Linked DNA regions of Ovis aries: region 2 is linked to region 1. Evidence: chromatin contacts called from public Hi-C data. All regions are on one chromosome and are shown on one strand. Each heading gives the region's core, a stretch centred on a gene start, on an enhancer-like site or on the middle of the called end of the contact. The rest is flanking DNA. Distances are from core to core; before and after follow the strand shown. Region 1 has its middle 150 kb from the start of PDZRN3. Region 2 holds the start of PDZRN3 (PDZ domain containing ring finger 3).

Region 1 (5,428 bases), core at 2,824-5,323:
TAAATTTTATTTTTTATTTTTTTAAATTTTAAAATATTTAATTCTTACGAACAGATGTTACAGCAGTTCTTTCTTATCGTCACAATCTGGTTATAGATATGCTAAGTAAGTAGTTAAATATACTTCTCAAAGTTAGTGCAAAGGAAAGCAGAGTCAACTTCTTCACAGATTAGTTTCCTTTTCCTCTGTCAGGTGTTGATCGGTGTTTTTGCAGGGCGTTGGGGTGTGGAACTAACAAACCCAGGAAGGAAGCTGAGCCTATGGCCTGGTACATGGGAATGACCACATCCAGATGTGAGTTCTGAGACTATTCTTTTGCCATGACGAAATAGTCATCCATTCTCGCTTAATTTGAGCCAATCTGTAAACAGGAGAAAAAATGTTCTCTTGGAACAGGTGTTGTTCCAGAAGACTTCAAGAGAAAAGAAAGTAAACCAGGGGCTGGGCCGAAGCTTTCTAGATGAAGAGAGAATAAAAAAAACAACAGGATTATGTCATTTTCAAGCTGGAGGGTAGACTCTAAGGATGGCAAAGGCAAGCCAGGATGAACTTACAGCCCCTTTCTTAAGGCCCTACATTCACTGTGGTGGGAAGCCCTATCAGATCTCAAGAAAAACACTTTGATTCAATGAATTCCATGAAAAGAAGACATCTCTGTCAGGAACATAGGTATGAAATGATCCTCTGTGGTAATACAGATTGAAAATAAGTTTAAGAGACATTTTGGCAAATGATTCTAGACTAATAAAGGAAAGTTACAGGCCAAAGTTTTCAGCCTTGAGGTTAATGTCAATGAGGAGAGGCTTGCCTTCCCTAAAGTCCCAGGTACTAACAGGTTAAATTTGGGGCTGGATCATCTTTAAACAGTGTTGGAAAAACTAGCTATCCACATGCAAAAGGAAAAAATTGGACTGTTATTTTACACTATACACAAAAACCAACTAAAAATGGATAAAATATTTAAATATAAGACTTGGAACTGTAGAACTACTAGAAGGAAACATAAGGGATAAGCTTTATGATGTCAATCTTGGCAATAATTTCTTGGATAGGACACCAAAAGCTCAGGGAACAAAAGCAAAAATAGACACATAAGACTACATTGAAATAGAAAGCCTGATGGAGATAAGTAAAGTGAAAAGGCAAAGGGAACAATTAACAGTGTATAGGCAACATATTGGATAGGAGAAAACATTTGCAAACCTCATATCTGATGAGTTAGTATACAAAACATATAAGGAGCTCAAACAACCTGATTTAACAAATGAGCACAGACACGATTGACATTTCTCCAAAGAAGACATACAGATGGCCAACATATACATGAAAAGGTGCTCAGTGTCACTAATCATCAGGGAAATACAAAGCCAAGGCACAGTGAGATATCACCTCACACCTGTTAGGATGACTATTATAAGACACAAACAAAACCAAAAGATAACAAGTGTTGGCAAGGATATGGAGAAACTGAAACTCTTGCACACTTGTTAATGGAAATGTCAAATGGTGTAGCCATTGCGGAAAACCGTATGGAGATTCCTCATAAAGTTAAAAATAGAATTACCATATGATCCAATAATCCCACTTTTGGGTACTTACCCACCAGAATAGAAATCAGGATCTTGAAGATATATTTGCATACTTGTGTTTGCTGCAGCATTACTCACAAGACATGGACACAACCGAGTGTCCCTTGGTGGATGAATAAAGACTTCATGGTGCGTATATATGCAAGCGAAGTGGAAGTTGCTCAGTTGTGTCTGACTCTTTGTGACCCCATGGACTATGGAATTCTCCAGGTCAGAATACTGGAGTGGGTAGCCTTTCCCTTCTCCAGGGGATCTTCCTGACCCAGGAATCAAACCTGGGTCTCCTGCTTTGCAGGCAGATTCTGTACCATCTGAGCAAAGCCCCAAAGGAGCTTATATATACAAAGGGCTATTATCTCCTTGTATATATAAACATATACAAAGGACTATAATCAAGCCTTAAAAAGGAAGCCTACAGTTCCACGTGCAACAGCATGATTGAATCTTGAGGATGTGATGCTAAATGAAATAAGCCAATCATAGAAGGACAAATATTGCCTTATATCACTTCCATGAGGTATATAAAATAATCAAATGCACAGAGTGGAGTGGTGGTGTCCAGAGGCCAGAGGGAGGGGAAATGGGGAGTTGAAACTCAACTAGTATAAAGTCTTAATTATGCAAAATGATTAAATTCTAGAGATCTGTATTGTGACTATGTATGTCCTAAGTCATTTCAATCTGTTTGACTCTTGGTGACCCTATAGGCTGCAGCCCACCAGGCTCCTCTGTCCATTGGATTCTCCAGGCAAGAAGACTAGAGTGGGTTGCCATGCCCTCCTCCAAGGGATCTCCTCACCCCAGGGATTGAACCCACATCTCTTATGCGTCCTGCACTGGCCTGTTCTTTACCACTAGCGCCAAATGCACTGTGCCTACAGTTGACAATAATACCACCCTGTATACTCTAAAATTTCTTAAGAAGAAAAATCTCACGTTATATGTACTTTTCACAATAAAAACAACTGGGGGGAGGTGGATATCCCATTAGTTCTTAAGAAACTTGAAAATAATTCTCTTGGTGGGAGGAGCGTGATCTACCCTCAGGCTCTGCAGAATGCCAGTACGCTATTCAGTTTGTGTGACATCATAATGGCAAAGGCCGTAACCCATCTTAATCAAATGCTTCTTGTGTGTGTCAAGCTCTTTTTTGGACACCCAGCTGACGTGGCTCATATAATTTCAAAACTGACCCTGTGAGGTTAAGTATGATGTAAATTCACATTTTACAGATGAGAAAGATGAGGCTATGAGGACTTGAATTCCATGTGCAAGTTGCCAAGTTTGGGCTCTAAAGCCTGTTGTCTAATGCCAGAACCCTCTGCTTTTCAAAATCACACCTATTGTCTCACCATCTCTAAGGAGAGAGTTTGCAGTTGACCCCTGGTGCCAGCGCCTCTCCCTGAACATTCTAATTGGGACGATAAAGAGATTAAGTGTCAAGTGGGTGAGCATTTAGCCTGGCTCTGCTTATCCTTTGTCAAATGGCATCACATGGAAAGTATGAGGTGTTGTCACAGGAATAATTGGCCACCTGGGAGGGAGAAGGAGCACGCTTTGGCTTGCGAAAGCCCAGGAGAGCTCTTCTAGACTCTCCTGGTAACTCTCTATGAGGAAATGTCCTGAGTATATTTTCTATTCCAGAAAGACTGCTGCTAAAATGATACGGGTTAGGAATGTGACAGAGCTCTGGCCCCCTGAGCATTTGGTATGGAAATAAACAGCAGGACTGATTATCTGTATTCAAGCTTAAATAAAACCGTATGAAGAGCTGAACCCATCCCTCCCCCAACATCCCCACCTCATCTCTTCTGAAAGACTGATGATTTTTGGAACATCTATTACAATGGAGCTTTTTCTTTTCCTTTTCCTTGCTCTCCTCCCCTGAAACGGGGCCCTTTCCTCCCAGCTGTGTGCTGCAAATCAGCAATAGCTCCACTCTCTCCCAGATGTCTGGAAGCTAAAGAAACCCCAAATCTATTTCTGCCAAACCCCCTTCTTCTCAAATTTTAAAAGATTACATTTTCAGAAATGTAATCAGGATGAGTAAGGTTCACTGGCACTTTGTTCATTAAAGCTGTATTTTGAAAGAGGCATTTGATGTCAAGTCAGTTTTTTTTTTCCCCCCTCAGTCTTTTCCCCGCTCCCACCCCCAAGTCTTTTATCTCCAAACCAGGAAGTCATATTCTGCCAGCCAACTGTGAACTGTAACCACAAAAAGTTGGAGATTGGTTCAAAGCTTAGGACTCAAGAGGCTTGAGTCAGTTTTAAGGTTGGCAGAAGGCATCCTTCACTCATTTTGGGGGAATGTGCGTCCCCGGGGGCCGAGGGGGCAGTCCTGTGACTGGTGACAGGGTTGGTGGGTTGTTCTCACAGTCTGAGGAATGTGTGAGCAAAAGCGTCTTGTCCTGGGAGGTGCTGTGCAGGCGGGAAGGGGTTAGTTTCATTTTCCACTTAGACGCGGTTGTGGAAAGAATCCGGCAGGGACCTCTCCCTCTTTCTGTTGCTCCCTCGCTCTGAGCTCAGCTGTAAAAAGGGTCATCACCGCTGCTCTCACGCTGGGGGAAAGAAAAGCTAAGCCGTCACGAGTGTTCAGGCTACACTCGAAATTTAGAGGGTGATTTTCTCTCCTTGGTTTCATCTCCTCCTGTCTAAACTTTCTTGCCCCTCAGGCTTTATCCTTTCACAATTTAGAACGGCTCGAGTTCCCTGAGCAGAACTTGTGTATTTTCTGTCTTTTTTACAGTCTTGCACAAGATAGACCTGTTCAGAGACCTTCCTCCTCCCCTCAGGGCTTCCTAAAAGCATCACTCCTCGTGTGCCATCCTTCATGTCCTGACTTCCATTAAAACTATTTCTGTCTGTAGGTCTTTCTGGACACCACAAGAAAGGGTTCATGCCGCTTTTCTGTTTGCTTATTTCACCTCCCTGTTCCATGTATTGGTCTTTGAAAGCAATTTTGAAACTTATAACAACTTCTATGAGCCTGTGTGGTCATCCAGACCAGTATTATCCAACAGAACTTCCTGCAATGATGGAAATGTTCTCTATCGGCATAAAGTAATACGGTACCTACAAGTCACATAAGGCTATCAAGCACTTGAAATGTGGCCAGTGTACTCCAGGAATCGAATTTTTAATCTGACTTAACTTTGCTTAATTTAAATTTAAATAGCAGCACATGGCAAGAAGGCGCTGTACTGGACAGCGCAGCTGTAGACTGTGAACTTCTTTAGGATAAAGTCAATGTCACGCTTCTTCCCTGGGCTTGACACAATGCTGAGTGCCTAGTAAGAGCGTGATGAACATTTAGGGAATTCAGCTACTTTATTTATTTATGATAATAATCTTACCAGATTAATAATAATAATAATCTTACCAGATTAATAATAATCTTAGGCAGATATTATTGACTCTAGGAACTTTATATGAATAAACAAAGACAAAACAAAATGTGACTCAGAGGAATCAAATGATGGAGCCAGTAACTGAATCATAATCTGTTTAAAATCAGTCCCCCCATCCTTTCTGTTTCCACTGGCAGTGCGTGGGTTCGTGGTAAATAAATTTGTAGGTAAGTGGTTACGCATACAAGATAGATGGAAGCAACATTTTAAAGAACAGTTAATTGTCTTGATCCAATCAGACATGCAAGGACTTGCTTGTATAAAAGCTAAGAGAAAGAAAGGAAAAAGAAAAATGGCAGGTTAGCACAATGCTTATGCATCTTTAGTACCGTGCACATATTTAAAGGCTATATTGGCTGAATGGATCTCTTTGAAAAGAGGAGTCTATCATAAAAGAAATGTTACAACAGGCAACAAATTGGGCAGCTGGTA
Region 2 (5,799 bases), core at 1,890-4,389, 150 kb before region 1:
CCCCAAGCTTAATGCCCCTGATTATCCTCCTGACTCACCCAACAGAACTTCAAAAACATCCATAATTTTGATTCAAGTATCATATTTTTGATTCCGAGAGAGAGTTTACCCAAACACTCCAGAAAGAAAACAGAAAGGCAAGAAGAAATAATAAACCAGCTTAACAATGAATGATGTATAAACTCCAGGGAAGTGAATGGCTTGTTTATAAATAAGCATCACTTAAAACTCCACAGGAAGTCCAGATGACAGCATAAACAGGAGAAACTCCGGGAACTCCTTCACCCCAAGCCCGGCGCCTGCTTGTAGACAGAGCTTGGCCCCCTGCTTTGGGGACTTGCAGGCTCACACCAGTCTTTTGTACGCCTGTGCGGTCCTGGGTGAGCCTCAGAGCTGTAAATATTTGCCCTTCGCCCAGAGCCGGCCAGCTGCTGGGGCTGCAGCTGACAGACAGGCGGGGGGCCAGGATGGGGTGGAGGCGAGAGGGGGGAAGTCGGTGTGCACTATGGGAGAGGGGGCTGGGAGAGGGCCAGAGAGGCGAAGTAGACAAGCAGACGCAGGCCCCTGGGGACCCCTCAGGCACACACATTCTCCTCCCCTGCAACAGGCAACCAGAGTGGCAGCGGTATGGCCCAGGTGCCTCACCGGTTGGTGAAAAGGTGGCCTCTGCAATCAAGGGAAACCTTGGTTCTCTGTGGCTGACTGTGTCCCCTCAGGGAATACATGATAACACACGCAGACATTTCTGGTGGTCACACCTAGAGGTAGGGGGTGCTACTGGAATCCAGTGGGTAGAGGCTAAGGATGCCCCTTAGTGCACAGGACAGCCTCCTATAACAAAGAATTTGGGGGTCCAAAATGTCAAAATGCCCAAGGCTGACGACTGAGGTGGAATCTGAATCCTAGCTCTGTCTCCTGAGTCACCGTTTGACTCTGGACAAGTTCTGTGACCTGTGCCTGCTTCCTCATCTCAGAGGATTACATACAGAATGCACGCAGAGTGCTTGCTACTGTGGCTGGTACATAATACACCCACAGTAAACGGCACTTGTGGTTACACTGAGAAGTGACACGACGATGGCTAAGAGCTTGGGCATCCGTGGGTTCGGAACCCAGTTCTGCCACCTCAAAGCCATGACTCGGGGCCAGGGCTGCCCCTCACTGGTCCTGAGTTCTCTTCCTCTGCAAAATGAGAAGCAACCTGCCTCCCTTACTTGATTAAAAAGGAAACAGCTGAGAAGCACAAGAGCTTTAGCATAGGGCCTGGAGTAAGGCAAGCCTCCAGCAGTAGTGGCTGTTGTAATTATACCAACTCCCAGAGCAGGGGGATGGCTTACAAGGGAAGGAGGGTAAAGATAATTACAGGCAACACTTGTTGAGCATTTGCTCTCTACAGGGCAACTTGCTAGATCCTTTTCATATGTTCTCTCCCTGAAGCAGGCAAAAAATCTATTTTACATTTAGAGAGACTGAAGCACCTGGGATTAAGCCACAACACTAGCCAAGAGCCCAGACTCAAAAAACAGTTCTAACTCCAGAGGCCTCAATGCCAATTATTACTTTATATTTGGTGGCGGTTCCTTTAATTCTTTCTGGAATTCTTTCAATCCCTGGAGGAGTAACACAGGAGAGGCCTGGCAGTGTTTCACCCCCCCCCCCCCCCCCCCCCGTGTCACATCTCTAGGGCCCTACTTTCCAACTTGAGAAAGCTTAAGCAGCCTGCTCAAGGTCAGCCAGCTAGTTGGCAGCAAAGCTCACACTGGAATCCAGCTTTTACTCCAGCAGCCTCTCCTCTGGCAACCTTGTTAACCTAGTCTCCACGGGCTGGGCTGTGGGTTCCTTTGATTCTTTCCGGACCGCCTGAGGGTGCATGGATATAGTTAACATCGCGTGTGTCAGTATCTTATCTCCTGTCACGTGTAGAGGAACCCTGTTTCCCAACTTTCAAAGAGGTTAAACGATTTGCCCAAGATCATCCATCTGGTCTGTACCAAAGCCCCTACAGGGTTCTGACTCAAGAGCCACACTCACTCAACTCTGCGCTGCTCTCGAATTCCTTTTAGTTTTTCCAGAACCGATGAAGCTGCTGCAGCTGTACTTCACCCTGAGTTTAATCTGTAAGGACAACAGTTCCCAAGGTGAGACTGATTCCCCGACCGGCTCAAAGCGATCTATCTGGCAAGGAGAGTTAGAAGAGGGAGGCAGAGATGCTCCCGGAAGCTCCCGGTAACCCCAAGACCACAGGGACTGGGAGGCGCCCCAGGGCCAGTAGGGGGTCGGGGCGGACGGCGGGCGCCTACCTTGCCGCCGGGCGGCGCGGCCACGCAGCGGCTAAGCGAGTCAAGGCGCGCGCTGTACTCGGTGAACTTCTTCTGGTAGCGCAGAGCGGTCATCTGCAGCTCCAGCTGTGCGGCGGCCAGCTGCGCCACCAGGGACTTCTCGCGCTTGCCGGCCCGCAGCGCCTCCTTCTTGAGCGCCTTGTGCAGCGCGCCCAGGCGGGCCTGCAGCGCGGCGTTGTGCGCCCGCAGGGCCCGTGCACAGCAGTGGCCTCCGGCGCGCTGCTCGCCGTGCGTCAGGGGCAGCCCGCAGCCCTCCTGGCAGCGGCCCACCGGCCGCGCGTCGCACGCGTCGCGCATGTGCGCCTCCACGTCTCGCCGCAGCAGCACCTGGCCGCAGCCCGCGTGGCGGCAGCGCGCGGGCGCGAAGTCGCAGCGCTCGAGGTGCTCCGGCAGCTGTTGCAGCTTGACCACCCGGCCGCAGCCGCGCGCCGCATGCGCGCACTTGATGTCCAGCTTGAGGATGAGGCGCTTGAGCGGCAGGACGTGGTTGAGCTCCTTGGCCGAGAGGCGACCGCGGCAGCGCGCCGGGCAGCTGCCCTCCTGCACCACCCAGGGCAGCACACAGCCGGCGCAGAAGACGTGGCCGCACGGCGTGGTCAGCGGGTCCTCCAGGACCTTGTGGCACAGAGCGCACTTCAGGTCCGGGTCCACGTCGCCGTCGAAGCGGTCCAGCTCGAAGCCCATGGTGGCGGCCGGGGCCCGGGGTCGCCGCCGGGCGGCCGGCCGCCCCCTCCCTCCCAGCGAGGCAGCCCAGACGCGCCGGCAGCGCCGCCCGCTCGCTCGCTGGCTCTCCCCGGACTGAGCCTAATTGCTCCAGACTTCCTCGGAAAATGCCCGAGGAACAGAACTCCTCGGCCGTAATTGCGCGAGCGCGTGCGCAAGACCATTCTGCCTCTGAGGCCTCCCGCCAGCCCGACCCAAAAGGGAGGAGAGAGGGAGGGAGGCGGAGGCAAGTGGGAAGACACAGAAGCTCGCCGAAGGGGCTGGCCCGCCCAAGACGCCAGCCTGAGCCCTTCCCTCGGGAAACTCCACTCCTCTCTCTTGCAGTTTTCACTACAGGAGACAAAATGCCAGCTGAGAAAGCTCAGAGTTAGCCTCTAAGGATGCTGCAGCCGCCCAAACTAGTTTCCCTGGAACCCCGTCCGGGCCAGACTGCGACTTTTGACTCCACTCCCCGGCCTCCTCTTTCCGTGGCTGACTGCAGAGAGATTAGTGTGGGGTCCGCTATTTCAGCACTTACGGTCTTTATTTATTTATTTTATTCCAGGGAAAGTTACAGAGCCGGCGGGACGCTCCAGCAACTACAGGTCAGATCTGAGGTTCAGCGGATCCCGAAGTTTGCCAGGCCAAGGTTTCCAGGTGCTGAGATCGAATGTGTATGAGGGCCAGTTTTCGGAGACGAGAGCTGCTCACCGGCTGCTGGCTGGCTCCACCCAGTTCACTTAACACCTTTGACTTGTCTGCACTGCAGTATGGTGCTGGGCCCTGCTACGGTGGTCCCTTTAAAAATCATCAGTACAATATTGTGAGAGAGCGTCAGCTGTATTTAAAATTATTTTTCCCCATTACAAAAGAAGTAACCCTGGTCTTACGTTGTGGAAAACTGCGCAGTGTAGAGCTTCGAGAAACTCCCCCATAGTCCCCCGCACTCCTGTGCCCCTGTGAACTGTCTTCTTTCAGGTTTTTTCCCCCTTTGTATGCACTTTGTTATATTTCCATATTCCAATTGAGGAAACTCAGGATGAGAAAAGGCAAAAAATAAACTACTCCTGAAGACCCTGTAGAGCATTCTTTCTCAGATTTTACTATGGATGCAGATTCTGATCCTGTAGGCCTGGGGTGGAGTCTGAGAACCTGCTTGTGAAAAAGAGCCTCCAAGTGGTGCTGATGCTATTACTCAGTGGTTTTGCCCCTGACTGGGAAGTGGCAGTCCATGAAACTGGACGTTTTGCTTCTGCTGGGGAGTAGTTTCAAGCAGGGCAGTTTTCAGCAATAGTACTTTGGGACTCCAACTTACGTGATCAATTCATAGCAACATCCATGGATTTGGTGATTTTTTTAAATTTTTCTTTCTCTACCCCAGGCTCTAGACATTGCTAAGAAACATCTGGCCAGAATTGGTAAGAAAGAAATCAAGCTATGGCATTCTCATTTGGGAAGTGCTGCCAGATCCTGAATAGTGAAGTGGAAAAGTTGAATCTCAGTGTTTAGTGTGGCTCTGGGGTCTGGAAAGTGGGATTACAGCATCCATTTTGTCTAATTGCTTTTACTTCTCTCCTTTCTGTGGCTGAGAAAGGCCCATGACCTTTCTCTTCACTATGCAACTGTTTTGCCAGTGAGAAGGTTGCCTTGATGTCCAAAAGGATTACTTGTTTTGAACTGGCCTTTCAAAAGTTGTCACTGATTAGATTTTTAGGGCCTTGTTAGGTCCCTGGATAGTGTTCTTTTATCTGTGTTGGTGGCATTTGTTTCTATTTGTGGTAGGGACTTTAATTGCTTAAATCAATTAATCTATTCCTTCGCTAGTTCTTAGAATATAATTGGCCTTTGTTCAGATAAGCATATGCCAGAAATCCTCCATCAGTATATTTATTAAGCAGCTCACAGGTTCTCAGATAATGGGTAAGAAACACATTCTTTCACCAAAGGTGTGTGGGCCTGTCAGTTTCATAGGGTGGACTAGTATCAACAGGGTGATCCTCGTCAAACCAAACTGGTTTTGAGAAACAGGGAAAGCTCATCATGAACCATGAATGAGAAATTACTGCTTACTTTGGGTATAGGTTTCTCTTAAGACTTGTCCCACCACCCCCACTGCATTGCCAACTAAGAGGCTGTTGAAATTCTACAGCTGAGGCCACAGAAAAGCTATAGCAGACTGTGGATTGGCCTCTTTAGGCAAAAGAAAAGTCTGTCTGAACCACTCCTTGTTGGTTAATTTTAGAAGCAAAATTCTTGGAGGTCAGGAAAAAAAAAAAAAAAGCCTCTTAGAATGTCAGAGTTGGCGGATCATGCATGTTATTTAGTGGCTGAATTTAATAGGGGAATTGAGAACCAGAAAGGTTAAGAAAAGAAAAGTTTAAAGGCAAGATTTGTTTTCAGGCAAATAATTTTTTGCCCTGGGCATTGTAGGGTGTTTAGTAGCATCTCTAGTTACTACCTACTAGATGCCAGTAGTATTCCCTGCCCTGCAGCACCCTGCTCAGTGGTGTCAACCAGACATTGCCAAAGTCCTGAGGAGGCAAAACTGCCCTAAGTTGAGAACCACTGGTTCGGGGGCAGTCTTGCACTCACCCCTAAGGTCAATCAGTCAGTACTGGTAGCCCATGCCATGCCCTCTGCTGGCTGAGGAATGACTGAATGCAGCATAGTGAGAGGGGTGTGGAATTGAAAAGTTGGGGTGCCACATTAAGAAATATGAATACAAATGGTAAGAAGGTGAACATTTGGTATCACAAGT

What was found. A called contact is a pair of places that touch in the nucleus more often than the background predicts.
Region 2: a contact with region 1 is called in a Hi-C map of skin fibroblasts, with 5 times the contacts expected there. The contact joins the promoter of PDZRN3 here to the enhancer-like site in region 1. A contact is called at or near these places in 4 of 16 Hi-C or Micro-C datasets (hypothalamus, muscle, skin fibroblasts and 1 more).

Annotation. Positions count from the first base shown.
Region 1 is chr19:28,073,151-28,078,578 of ARS-UI_Ramb_v3.0, reverse strand. No RefSeq gene overlaps it. Among named protein-coding and RNA genes, the nearest start is that of PDZRN3, 150 kb to the left of the region's middle. Within about 2 kb of position 4,073, at least 14 of the 54 cell types and tissues checked have an H3K27ac peak or open chromatin away from gene starts, as enhancers often do.
Region 2 is chr19:28,218,323-28,224,121 of ARS-UI_Ramb_v3.0, reverse strand. It overlaps PDZRN3 (PDZ domain containing ring finger 3), which reads right to left and starts at 3,139. Exons shown (of 10, transcript XM_015102331.3): 1 at 2,301-3,139. The coding sequence starts at 3,023. It overlaps LOC105603436 (a long non-coding RNA gene), which reads left to right and starts at 1,960. Exons shown (of 2, transcript XR_001022584.4): 1 at 1,960-2,138; 2 at 3,607-4,115.